Linked DNA regions of Mus musculus: region 2 is linked to region 1. The links are chromatin contacts, called in public HiChIP or PLAC-seq maps. All regions are on one chromosome and are shown on one strand. The core of a region is the stretch at or near the end of the contact, and the rest is flanking DNA. Distances in the headings are between cores, read along the strand shown.

The links. HiChIP or PLAC-seq counts read pairs in DNA pulled down with a chosen protein or histone mark.
Region 2: an HNF4G HiChIP or PLAC-seq map of pancreatic cancer cells shows a contact between it and region 1. The contact joins the promoter of Rassf3 here to the enhancer-like site in region 1. A contact is called at or near these places in 15 of 39 promoter capture datasets (3T3-L1-derived adipocytes, the C10 cell line, the HPC-7 cell line and 11 more), 4 of 15 datasets of contacts at CTCF or cohesin (CD8 T cells, large pre-B cells, pro-B cells and 1 more), 86 of 484 Hi-C or Micro-C datasets (the 63-12 cell line, B cells, the BV-2 cell line and 57 more), 33 of 115 datasets of contacts at active chromatin or transcription factors (the 230-238 cell line, CD8 T cells, the HPC-7 cell line and 25 more) and 4 of 9 other capture datasets (adipose tissue, liver, macrophages and 1 more).

Annotation. Positions count from the first base shown.
Region 1 is chr10:121,424,674-121,430,854 of GRCm38.p6, reverse strand. The region is part of intron 1 of Rassf3 (Ras association (RalGDS/AF-6) domain family member 3); the gene reads left to right. Among named protein-coding and RNA genes, the nearest start is that of Rassf3, 48 kb to the left of the region's middle. Within about 2 kb of position 1,559, at least 137 of the 459 cell types and tissues checked have an H3K27ac peak or open chromatin away from gene starts, as enhancers often do. A contact at or near this core is called in the 63-12 cell line, B cells, the BV-2 cell line and 30 more, where this site is marked.
Region 2 is chr10:121,474,220-121,481,351 of GRCm38.p6, reverse strand. Rassf3 (Ras association (RalGDS/AF-6) domain family member 3) reads left to right here and starts at 5,102. Exons shown (of 5, transcript NM_138956.3): 1 at 5,102-5,349. The coding sequence starts at 5,242.

The sequences.
Region 1 (6,181 bases), core at 310-2,809:
AGTGAAGTTTAAAATAGGAAAGAAGTTCCTATATCACAGGGACCCTAGGCCGACTCGGTCTCACCTGGAGTTGATTTGCAGTCAGGGGTTGGTTGGACAGCATCCCCTGTGTGACCCTGAGGAACGAGTGTCCTTCATCCTGATACTCTGACTTTTAGAACATCCCTAAGTGCCTGTTTGAAACATTTAGTTTTGTTTGCTTGTTAGAGGACTCCGCCAAGGAGTTCCCAGGGCAGGAAATCGACAGTTTAGGTGAAAAGGTAGAAAAGACGAAATCCTTTACATCCTCATGGAAGGAGTCTGGCCTGAACGAGTGACATTCTTTGCAGTCCCTGGTCCACTGTTTCCTTAGCTTCCACAGTGCAGCATCCTGTGTCCTTGGGACCGTTTGCTCAGGCGATGCCACACGAGCTGACCCTCCCTTACTGTCTTCACCTACTTGCTGTCTGCTCTTTAGCGTGGAGAGAAGGGCAGCTTCCAAGGTGCACACCAGAGCTCTGACTTAGACTCTCCCCGGTGCACACTGTCCTTCAGTTAAAGCCACCTTTCCCCCCTTCCCTTCAACACCGGATCAGCCCAGCCCTCCCCTGTCTTTGCTGGCTGACCCTCTGGACAGTGGGGGAGGGGCAGCTGCTGACACCCCCACCCCCCACCCTGAGTGGAGGAAAGGTGGAGCCGGCTTCCTCCGGGCTTTCAGCTTCCTGTGCACACCGCTGTAGGAGGAAAAGGAGAGGGAGGGTGGGTGAGAGAGACCTCTGCCTAGAAGAGCCTCCCCCTGCAAAGAGACAGTGAAAATTACAGACAAACACTAATAAAAACAAAAATACAGACAGCCACCCTTCCCGGGGCAGCTGCAGGGCAGCCTGTGTTTATAAATTGGCCAATTGTGTGACGTTAGGAACCAACTATTAATTTTGGCAGTGTGTGTGTGTGTGTGTGCGTGCATGTATGACAATATTTCTGTCTATGAATATGTGTGCCTGTTGTGTGCATATGTATTTGTGTGTGTCCATGCGTGCGTACTTGTGAGTGTGAGTGTGTGTGCGTGTTTTCACAGACCTCAGAGCTGTGGTTTGCTGTCTCTGGCAGCTCATTTCTGCTCTCTGTACGAGCAGCTGGCTATTAGCCTTGCCTAGCTGGTGCCTCTGTTTATTTTGGGGGGCAGTCGGCACATGAAAGTGGAACTCAGTTTTACTGGTAAAGTGCTCAGTTGTCTTATGATTATTTTTGTTTCCAAGGCTATTTATTTTTTATACATGAACGGCCACTTAACAGCCCCAGACTTCACTTTTTTTCTTCTCTGATTCAGCCAACCAGACTCTGAAGAAGGCTTTTGAAATGTTTGTAATTCTTATATAGTTTTTCTTCACGGAAAAAGAGAAGTGTGTGTGTGTGTGTGTGTGTGTGTGTGTCTATTCCAGACCTCCCCAGATGAAGGGCAAACTCTGTTAGTTAGCATTTTGGCATGCTTCCATATATGGGCACTTCTTTATTAGGTCTCCCAGGCTGGCCTGAAACTTGCTGAGTAGCCAAGGATAACACAGAACCTGACCCTCTCCTGGCTGTGCTCTGAGTGCTGGGATTGAAGGCGTGACCACCACATCCTGTTTATGGGTTTCCAGGGATTGAACCCAGGACTCTCTGCAGGACTTCCTGCATGCTAGGCAGGCACCCTGTCCACTGTGCTGGCTCCCCCTCCCCTTCCCCCCTCCCTTGTGTTTGTACTTGGTAGAACAGTAGAATGTCTGGCTTTTCTTTTCATGCAGAGACTCTTCCATGAGCTATATTGTACTTCAAAGGACATGATCCTAGTCCCATGGTCCTCCTCAGCTCCCAGTACTTGAAACGGTTTTCCAATTTTCTTTTTTGTTTTCTTTTTTTAAGATTTATTTACTTTATGCATGTGAGCACACTGTAGCTGTCTTCAGACACACCAGAAGAGGGCATCAGATCTCATTACAGATGGTTGTGAGCCACCATGTGGTTGCTAGGAATTGAACTCAGGACCTCTGTAAGAGCAGTCGGTGCTCTTAACCGCTGAGCCATCTCTCCAGCTCAGGTTTTCCAATTTTCGAATGAACTCTTTGGTCATGGCTAGGTAGGAATTCTCTATTTGCCAAGTATAGCATCATCGCCCACTCCGATTACCACACACTTAAATTAACTGAGTGCTTCTCTGGCAAAGTAACCCGGCCTCCACCGCTTAGCGTGTTCTCCGTCAGAGTGTGAAGGGTATGAGGTAGTGCCTGGGCAGTAACTGTGACAAGATTGAGCAGGCAGAGCTCCCCAGCCCGCCCTGGAGTTGGGTGGGGGTGGCTACCTCGGCTTGAGAGGTTGTAGAAGAAAAGCTTTTAGGAAGAAGACAGAATAAGGCTGAGGAATGGAGACACCTCCTACCTTAGTGTGGAATGGAGATGTCCTTATTCTGAGTCCTTGCTGTAGGCGGTGCCAGAGCTCTCTAAGGCAGTAAGTGGTGGGCTAGCTCACTCGGCTGGGTTCACTAGACACTCATGAGTCTCTCTGTGAACAGCTATCTCTCCTGTCATCCCACCCTCCTGGTCCAGCCAGCCTGTGTTCTGACACACTCTGGGTAGCCTATACCTCTGGATCCTTCCTGCTTTCTCCTCCCACAGAGCAGGAGGCAGGAAGAACAACAGGGAGCTCCCACTGCAGGGCTGGCTCCTGGGTTTTCTTGGCTCTCAGAGTGTGCAATCCGACCCTGTTGGCAAGGAGAAGATAATTCCTAGGGCTGCAAAGCCATTTTTGGAGACACCAAGGCACAGCGGCTTGCAGGCATCCTCCGTGGCCCTCGTTCTGGGGACGGCGGTGTCCTTCTGAGATACGGGCCATCAAGGGATTGCAAGCACCTTCATTGTGTCTTGCTCTTGGCAGAAGGAGTCAGTATTATTCGAGCCATGCCTTTTAAGGGCTAGGAACCAGCTTATCAAAAGAGCCATCTTGGAGGCGGTGAGGGGTACTCCAAGGGGAACGTTCTGACAAGGGATGGCTGGACTGGATCAATGGGAACTAGTGATAGAAACAGTTTAACCTAAACCTCCTGTGGGCTTTTCAGACTGTCACATTTGTGTAAAAGCAAGCTGGTACGGTGGTAAGTCTTAGGATCTGCTAGGCCCTGGGTTCACCTGTAGCGTGACTCATTCCTTTTGGTGCTGTGGACCTGGGGTGTATGAGATCAAGCAAGCACTAAGATGCTTAGGTTAGCGTGTTAGCGAGGCTGCACAGGGGAGGAATCAGAGCTATGTAAATCCAAGCCATAGTGGTGTTCAGTGTGACCTCTTGGACACCATCTTCCTGACGTTCTGGCATTTATAGTTTTGTTCCCTGAAAACTCAGAGTCTATGCTGGAGTAAACCTCCTTTTCTATGGCGGTAACTTACACTTGTAACAGGAAGAGGAAAGACAACACAATCCTTCCCACAGACCTGTTTCAGATCATTTTACTTTCAGTCTCCCTGTGCACAGTGTGCATGCAGTGCCTGCGGAGGCCAGAAGAGGGCGTCAGGTTCCCCCTGGAACTGGAGTTACAGGTGGTTGTGAGCCCTCATGTGGGTGGTTGGGTTAAGAGAAGCCACTTAACCACTGAACTGCCTCTCTAGCCCCCAATTTCTGATACACACACACACACACACACACACACACACACACACACACACACACACCGGTGCTGAGGACCGAATCCAGGGCCTTGTGCTTGCTACCACTGAGCTAAATCCCCAAACTCCCAATTTCTGATTCTACTAAGACTTTTTTTTTTTGTTGTTGTCTTTAAATTAGGTGTCACCTGGCAAAGTAGCCAGAGTTTTGTTTGCCCATCTCTGCCCTTGACTGACTTTTAGATCCTGCTGGTGGTGGAGCCACCTGCAGGGTTTCTCAGCAGGTCCCCACCAGCTTCCAGATTCCAGCATTCCTTTCTGGCTGGTCTCCAAACGAGCCTGTTCGATTTCCTTTCTCCGGAACCCTGGCCTGACCACAGAGTTTCAAAAGGTTGCATGGCAGCTGTGGCAGTATGAGATCTTACCTCCAGACTCTGGCCCTGTGAAGATTTCCAGTGTCCCTGGGCTGACCTGAGATGGGAGAGGGAGAAGACCCCTGAGCCCTGGTAGTAATTGCCCTTTGCTGATGGCGTGTGACCATTGGATGGCTCCAGGGTCTTCCTCCAGATTGCACCAATGAGATGCTTAATCTGCTAGAATCTGGGGCAGCAGGTCTGTTCCTTTTTTTTTTTTTTTTTTTTTTTTTTTTTTTTTTTTTTTTTTTTTTTGCCTCTCTCTTCCTTCCTAGCTTCCAGGCACCTTCTTATTCTTATTTTTCTCAGTTAACTTTTCTCATCTCCAGCACACTTGCTTTGTAGTGCTTGATTAGTTAGGGGAACGTTGCAGGCTGCTAGAATGGAGCTTTAGATGATGTAGGGGGACAGAGGCCATAGTTCAGGGCCATTGTTAATCAAGAAGCAGGGGCCCTTGAGTTGACGTTCTCATAAAGACTTCTGGCTCTGGGGAAGCCTGCGCTGGCCTCTGCCCAAGTGCCACCTCACCTGCCACCTCGTTCTTTTTTTTTTTCTTTTCGAGACAGGGTTTCTCTGTGTAGCCCTGGCTGTCCTGGAACTCCTTTTGTAGATCAGGCTGGCCTCGAACTCAGAAATCTGCCTGCCTTTGCCTCCCAAGTGCTGGGATTAAAGGCGTGTGCCACCACGCCTGGCTTGCCACATTCTTTTGCTAGTTGCCCAGGCAGATTAGCCACATTTGTGTGTACCTGGCCTCTCTCTTACTTTGTTCACCCAAAAAAAACCAAGAACCAAATTAAGCCAGCTATGAGTTGTGTCACCATTCAGAAATGAATAGCATCGTAGTTGACTCCCTTTGAAAACGTTTCAACCTGCGATGTCTGAGGCTGAGTGTAATCTGGTATTCTTTAGGGTCAGGACCTCAGACTGGTTCACTCCTGGAGAGTCGGGGCCACCTCCAAGTTTGTTTTCTGGCTCCAAACAACTGAGTGGCTGTTTGCCGACTGGCACGCGACCCGGTTTTAAAAGCACAACCATATAGGGTAGCGGTGGAGTGGTAAGCAGGGCTTTAAAGAGTGAGCTCATGGAAGGACCAGATGAAGCTCTTTCAATGTGCATCGCAGCTGCAGTTAATCTTATTAACGGGTTGGGCCTGGGTGTGCCAGGGTAGTTACGGGGTATACTTTGAAGGGCTCTTGGTTTTTGATGTGGATGGATAGCAGAAGCGTATAAAACATGGCGTCTGATACTGTAAAGCTCTCATATGCCTTTGCAGATTCATTAGGTTTTGAGAACTGAGCAAGAACATCACATTGGTTGATAAGACACGCAAGAGGCTAGAGAGGTTGCAAATGCAGACTCCAGCCAGGCTTCAGGACCCAGTCTGTTGAATAGGTCTCCTGTTCAGGACCCAGCTAGTTTGAACACAGCACTCTCCCGGTAGAAGGTTTAAGGACACAGTAGGGTGGCTGAGAAGCCCAAGGGTGTCATGGGTGCTGAACCTGGCTGTGTGTGGTGCGGGCCACACCTATGGGCTGCTGTTGGTGGGGATGGCTTCCGTTGTGGGCTGGGCCTTGAGGAGGGGAGTTGGCTTGCGGACTGCTGGGGACCACCAGGTGGCACCTGGAAAGGGTGGTGACAGGCTGACAGTGGGAGGCTGTGTTGAAGTTCTGAGCATACTGCTTGTAAGGGGAGATTGCTGCAGACCCCAGTCTCGGACAGTAGCTGCTGTTTTATTTTTGTAGTATGTTTAGATTTAACTTTCATTTGTTTGATTGTTTTCTGTTTTGTCTTGTTTTGTTTTCAAAACAGGGTTTTCCTGTGTAGTCCTGGTTATCCTGGAACTCAATCTGTAGAGCAGGCTGTCCTGGAACTCAAAAGATCTGCCTGCCTCTGCCTCCTGAGTGCTGGGATTTAAGGCCTGTGCCACCTCCTGGCATTAACAAATATATTAACACACACACACACACACACACACACACATATATATATATACATATATATATATATATATATGTATATATGTATATATGATAGTCTAAAGTACCTACCTTTGTCCTCTGGTGTCATTTTGATTGTTAATAAGTAACCTTGGGGACAAAGGATGCTTTAAATTACCAAGTTTGACTGATGTATCTTGGGTGTACTAGTAACACC
Region 2 (7,132 bases), core at 3,853-6,352, 47 kb before region 1:
TGAAGGCAAGCATGACTGACTGGCCTTAAGCCAAAGCCCTGAGCAGCCACTGAACTTTTATCCGAGGATAAAAAGTTTAGCGAGCAAAAAGAAATGAGTAAAAGATGCTGAGCAGCCATCAAGGTCTGATATTTTTAGGGTAAAAAGACTCACATTCGCTTGTCTCCATTCTGCCAAGGGTTTTATGAGATTTCTCTCACTTAATCCTTATGAACTAAAGCGAATAAAGTGGGCACATTGTTATTCCCATTACTGAAAACAAACCTGTGTCACAGCGTAGCTACTTAACATTAAAAGGCACACAAGAGCCGGACATGGTAGCGCAACTTTAATTCCAGTACTCAGGAGGCAGAGGCAGGTAGACCTCCGTGAGTTCGAGGCAAGCCTGATCTATATAGCTATACTGAGTTCCAGGGCTATGTGGTGAGACCCTGTCCCAAGAGGGGGAAAGGTCATATAAGAATGAGTATAGGGACTGGAGAGAGGCTTAGCAATTAAGAACTCTGGCTACAGAGAACCTGAGTTCAAATCCCAGGACCTACATGTTGGCTCACTGTTGCCTATAACTCTGTTTCTAGGGGACCTGACATCCTCTTCTGGCCTCAGGGGTACCAGGCACACACAAAGTGCACACACATAGACGCAGGCAAAATGTCCATACACATAAAATAATAAAGAAAATAATCAATAAGCAAGAGTGAGTGCGGTCTTTCCAGCGCTGGCCTGTCCGTCCCACAGGCCATCCTCCTTCATGTCACACGGCACCAATGAAATAGTGATCAGTTGGTGTGACCTTTAGGATAAATCTGTGTCATCATTTATCTTCTGTCTTAGCACAGAGTCAGAACCTCACCTGCAGTTGCAGGTACACAGATGTGATTGTGTCACACATGCCTTACAATCATGCTGGCTGATTTCAGGAGTGAAAAAAAATGGACCTCCTTGTTTTATTTGTTTGAGTGTTCATATCATTCTAAAAGATGTTTGTTTTTATCTCATGTGCATAGGTGTCTTGCCTGCATGTATGTCTATATGAGGGTATTAGTTACAGACAGATTTAAGCTGCCATGTGGGTGCTGGGAATCGAACCTGGGTCCTCTGGAAGAACAGTTAGCACTCTTAGCCACTGAGCCATCCCTCTAGACCCCAAGTTCCTGTATCATTTAACTCTACTCTCTGCTCAGTACTGAGTGATTTATAAAGGCAAGTCAAATATCATTATCCCTTTGCTCAAAATCTCTGGTTAAAAACAAAACAAAGCAAAAACCTTTACAGAACAGTGACTTTTCTGTGGTTGTTACATTTTTACCTTTTTTTTTTTTTTCAGTGCTGGGGATTGAACCCAGGGTCTCTTGTACATGCTAAGAAAGTACTCTGCCCACCAAGCTACATCTGTTAGGGATTTTCTGTTACTCTCTGACAAAAGTTCCCAACACTCACCTTCCACTCACACAGTTAGAAAACATTGATGTGCTGGCTGTTGTTTGGATCTGCCGAGCACTCTCCTGCCACAGGACCTTTACACACGCTCTTCATTCTGCCGGAAAAGCATTTCCCAGACACTGTACAGGACTAAGCCCTTAGCCTCCCTCACCTTCTCTACAGAGGATGCATGTATTACTTTGCTCCTCTCTCTGACAAAGCTACTTTGTATACATTTACTTTAAGTATGTTCCCCAATTAACATGGAAAGAAAAGCTATGCAGGCATTTGATGAGAATCTAAGCCAATAGGCTCCTCTATCAGTGGGACATGTGTGGTGATTCACTCCACTCACAAATTCACGTCTGTGTTTGACAATAAGGCCTTTCAAACCTGAGCCTGCCTGAGTCTCTTTTATTTACTCTACCCTTCCCTTTCCTTGGATTTTAAATGATAAGACTGTTTAACTGTTTAGCAAGGCATGTTGAGTTTTTTACAATCTCTAAGTCCCGTTAGTCAAATCTTTTTTTTTTTTTTTTTTTTTTCGAGACAGGGTTTCTCTGTGTAGCCCTGGCTGTCCTGGAACTCACTTTGTAGACCAGGCTGGCCTCGAACTCAGAAATCTGCCTGCCTCTGCCTCCCAAGTGCTGGGATTAAAGGCGCGTGCCACCACGGCCTGGCTCTGTGAGTCAAATCTTAAAACTCAGCTTTTATTTAAAATGATGCTATGTGAAAAATATAGAAATATGGCTTTTACTTTTTGTTCCTAGAAGCAGAGACTTTCCTTAGTCATACTTTGTGTGTGTGTGTGTGTGTGTGTTTGAGATGGAGTCTCTATGTGACCCTGGATGTTCTAGAACTCAGAGATCTGCCTGCCTCTGCTTCTCTGCTGGGATTAAAGGCGTGTGCCACCCCGTGGCAGAACCAGACTTTCTTAGCTTCAGGCCTGTTCAGTAAAACCCCAGGACCCCGTTAATAAAGGTGATCCACCCTGGACTACCCCTCTTCCGAATTATGATTATTTTTTTAAACAAGTGGTTCTCACGAGGCCAATGAGATGGGTCAGTCAGTAAAGTTGCCTGTGGTTCAGGACCAGCCACCCGGGTTCAGGGGCCAGGGCCCGTGTAACTACGTCAGGAGAACTGACAGCACAAAGCTGCCCTCTTCCTTCCACAGGCAAGCCATGGCAGGGGCACCTGCCCACAAACACTAATTTCTAAAAGTTAAAAGGCAGCAAGCCTAAATGATTCTGATGGGGTGCTGACAGCCATAAAATGTAATGTAGACTCTTCCCCTTAAAAATAACATCAGGGGGCTGGCGAGATGGCTCAGTGGTTAAGAGCGCCGACTGCTCTTCCGAAGGTCCGGAGTTCAAATCCCAGCAACCACATGGTGGCTCACAACCATCTGTAACGAAATCTGATGCCCTCTTCTGGAGTGTCTGAAGACAGCTACAGTGTACTTACATATAATAAATAAATAAATCTTTAAAAAAAATATCATGAAAGGGCAGGGCAGTGGTGGTGCACGCCTTTAATGCCAGCACTTGGGAGGCAGAGGCAGGCAGATTTCTGAGTTCGAGGCCAGACTGGTCTACAAAGTGAGCTCCAGGACAGCCAGGAGACCCAAAAGCAAAAGAAAACAAAACAAAAACCAATCCAAACCATGAAAGATCTTTTCTGTTTCTGTGTCTGTGTCTACTCTAGGTGACGCATGGATAATATAATATAAATATAATAATATAATAAAACACGTTTGTTAAATCGTTTACCCCAGGCTGGAGAGATGGCTCAGGTCACAAGGTCCTGAGTTCCCAGCAACCACATGGTGGCTCACAACCATCTACAATGAGATCTGGTACCCTCCTCTAAAGGCATACATGCAGGGAGAACATTATATACATAATAAATCAACAAATCAATAAATCTTTAACCCACCCACTACTCAAACTGGAGTATTTAACTGAAGCCCCTGTTATTTCAATATGGCATTATCTGAATGATGTCACAGTAGGAGTTAAAGAAGACAAATCTTGCATGGAGTGATTGTCCTCTTCTCTTACATTTGGCTCCTAAGTACACAAGGAACCTGTAAAGTAAGGCTTTCCGGCTAAAGGAAGAGTAAAGCCAGACTCTGCTTTCTAGTCATCCATAGTCGAGTGGTGCCTGGGAAGAAGTCTTTCAAGTAAGGGCTTTAAAATAGGCTGTGACTCTAAGGCCCCTCTGGGGGTGAGTTCCCTGGAGTGAAAGGCCAGTTTGCATGCTGAACACGTGAATAAATCTGCAGGAAGGCAGATAAGTCAGCCTTCTTTCTGCCCGAGGGAGGAAGGAACTACACAGGAGCCATTTCTTTCCCTTGTCCCAGACTTCTCTCCGGTCTGGCTTTCCCCCCTTCTCGTTCTCAAGTGACGATTAGGCACTCAGTCCTGATTCCAGGAAGGGTACACAAAAACGCCACAGAAGCAGCGGGTCTCAGCCTGAAGGCGACTGCTACCTTTATGTTTTAGTCACAGCACTGGGGGAGTAGAGGAGAAAAGGGCTTAGCCATAAGCAATGACGAGTTTCTCTTTTAAAAAACTCCTTAAAAAACAAAACAAAAATTCTGCTACGGCCTGCATATCATAGCAGCCTTAAAGCTTCAAACCCTCTTTCCCATCAAGGTCTCTTGCAAGCAAGTTAGTAGGACTCAAGTCAACTCCATCACGCCAAGGGGAAAACGACCCCCCAGGTCACCCTAAGCAAAAAAAAAAAAAAAAAAAAAAAGTCGCATTTTAAAAATTTAGCAGATTCCCGAAGGGAAACCTTGTTTTTTGTTGTGTGGGTGAGAACGGAGTGGTCTAATCTACTTGCTCCCCCATGGGGTGACCATGTAAGGTTGCTTGTGGGAGGCGACATTTCCAAAGTGCATTTAAATTAAAAGTACTGGATTGTTCGGTGATTATGAAATTTGTCCCCCAAATTCTCAACTGCTTTAGCCATCCACATTTGGGACACGCCTTCGCCACAGGGAGGCGGGAAAGCTTTACCACCGAAGTTCAAAAGAACCAGAGAGGATGTTTTCTTTCAAATAAGCACAACCCAGTCGCTCTTACCCCACCCACCTCTGCTAACTTATAACGGTTTGGGAGGGGCCAGCCGCACGCGTGGCTCGACCCCCTCGACCCAGACCGTTTCCACCAAGGCCGAGCCCGAAGGAGAGTGGGAAAAGTTCTCCATTATATTGCCGCCCTCTCCAAAACTTCGGCTCCAGTGACGGGAAATCACTGAGGAGTTTGCAGATTCCGGGAGGTTGGGGAAGCCCTCGGGAGAACTGTTCCAGCAGGGGCGGTGCTCGAACCCACCTTCCTCCAACAGTCCACCGGTGCTAGGACGGAGGGGCGTGGCTGAGGGCCGCGGGCGGGGCCCCACCTGCGCGCGCGGAGCTGGGCAGGACGCAGCAGCGGAGGCCCGTGGGGCGGGGCCTGGGCGGGGCCTTGGTAGCAGGGGCGTGGCGTGTGCTGGGTCCTTGACGGGCTGGGGGCGGGGTCTTGGCTGGGCGGGGTCTGGTTTGAGGTGGGTGGGGCCTTGCCAGGCGTGGGGGGCTGGGTCCAGGAGGGGGCGGGGTCGTGGCGCACCAGAGCCGGGAGGCGCCCGGAGAGGGCGGCTGATCCTGCGGGAGGGGACCAGACGGCGGCTTGAGCGGCGGCTGCAGCTGCAGCAGGACGGCTTGCCGGCGGCTCGGGGCCGCGCGCCGGGAACCTCACGGGGCGGGCGGGCGCCGCACCCCGGCCTGGCCGCCTGCGCCCCGGGGAGGCCCCCTGCGCGCAACCGGACCAGCAGCATGAGCAGCGGCTACAGCAGCCTCGAGGAGGACGAGGACTTTTTCTTCACCGCCAGGACCTCCTTCTTCAGGAGAGCGCCTCCGGGCAAGTCCCGTTCGGGTCAGCCGGTGAGTGGCGTGCTCGGGGGTCTTGGCTCCACGTGTCTGCGCCCGCGCTGGGCGATGCTCGCCCGAGGGCTGCGGGGCTCTGAGAGTGGCCTTTGCCCTTTCGGCGCCTGAAAGGTGCTGGGAGCCTGTGCAGTGGGCGTGGGCCGCCCGAGGCGAAGGAAGGAGGTGGAAGGGCGCGGAGCCAGATGGCCTGGGCCTCTCTGCTTGGGGGACGCCGGCTGCGGGAGCAGCTCCAAAGAGCCGGGAGGTCCCCGGGCCACTCGGGATGGCTCCCCCGACAGCCCTTCGGGGCGACGGCCGGGTCACCGCGCCGTCCTGGCTGCAGTTTGCTTCTAGCTGCAGTTTGCTCGATGGCCCTGAGTGGCTTGAGGGCACGCAATAGCCCAAAGTGACCGAGCAGCCCCGGTGCGGGCAAGCTGCAGGGTAAAGGGACCGGGCGATCGTCGGTGCTCACTAAAGTCTGGGTCTCATCAGGTCCGGTTTGCGGGTCCTGCGGACGTCCTGGGTAGACTTAGCTCCAGAGGGCTGAGCCTTACGCCGATTTCTTCCTTTTTTGGAGGAAGGGTGCCGTGGGAAGCGTGGCTTGGGAAAAGACAGTACGGGAAGTTGTGCCAGTTTCACAGATCGGGACAGGGATTATTATTATTTTTTTTTAGGGGCGTCTTCCAAATGGGGCACTTTGGCCGGACTTGTAAGGTCGGCGCTTAACCGGTGGCCTTCTGGCCCTGGAAGCCGCACCAGGGAGCCTGGCCAGCTCGGCCACGCTCTCGTCAGATATAGGAGCTTTAACGGAACAAACTTGTTGCTCCTAAAAACACCACAGACGCACACCAGAGGTTTCTGTCAACTCTGGAGATGAAAAACAAGAGAAACTAATCGTTCAGAGGCCCAGTGATGGGGATTTTGGTGGAGAGAAATCTCTGCCCAGACTGCCCTTGCCAACCCTTTTAAGTTTAACAGGCCGTTGTTTTCTAAAGTAAAACTCCTTTATCAGATTTGGAAGTTCTAGGCTTTTTGGTCTATTAGATTTCCAAACTAAGAGGAGGAGGAGGGTGAAAGGCTAGGATGAGGTCATTATTGCTAACAACTAGTCCCCTAGTGAAGGGCTAGCTAGGGTGGGTGGTAGCATGCCTTTATCCTCAGACTTCAGGTTGCTCCGTTTACTAGGGTGACCTTTTATTTTCAGTAGAATGTGCTAATGGGGGAATTTGGAAGTCAGAGATTACCCACGACTCCCACTCCCACACTGCCTGGCCTACCTCCTGTGGGGCAGACAAGAAATGGCCTTTTCCCCCTTTCTCATCTAGTTTTTCCCTCATTGGGGTTCTTCACCACTTTACATATTCCCCTCCCGTTTGCCTTGTAAAGAGCTTGAGCCAGTTTGACTTGTATTCCAGAAGTGCCTGGTAATTTCCAGAAAACCAGGGGGTTCTTGAATTCTACCGGTGTGGGAGTCCCCTCCACGGGGGTCCAGCCAGAATGCTGTGGTTGGAAGTCAAGAATCTTGTTCCTGCTTTTTAGTAGTTGAAGCGGCAGCTGGGGATGTAGCTAGTAGCTTGCCTAGTACTTACTGCATAATATGGGGTTGTAGTTCACAGTAGTGTGTCTGTCTGTCTGTCTGCCTGTCTGTGTGCAGGCAGGAAGATCAGCAATTCAAGGTCATTATCCAGACCCCCCCCCCCTTCACACACACACTTTAAGCAGCATTTCTGTGAGGTTTATGTACATTAAGAGAGTCTAGGTTATACGTAACCACTTTGGTAACCGTCCTCTAACTGTGTCT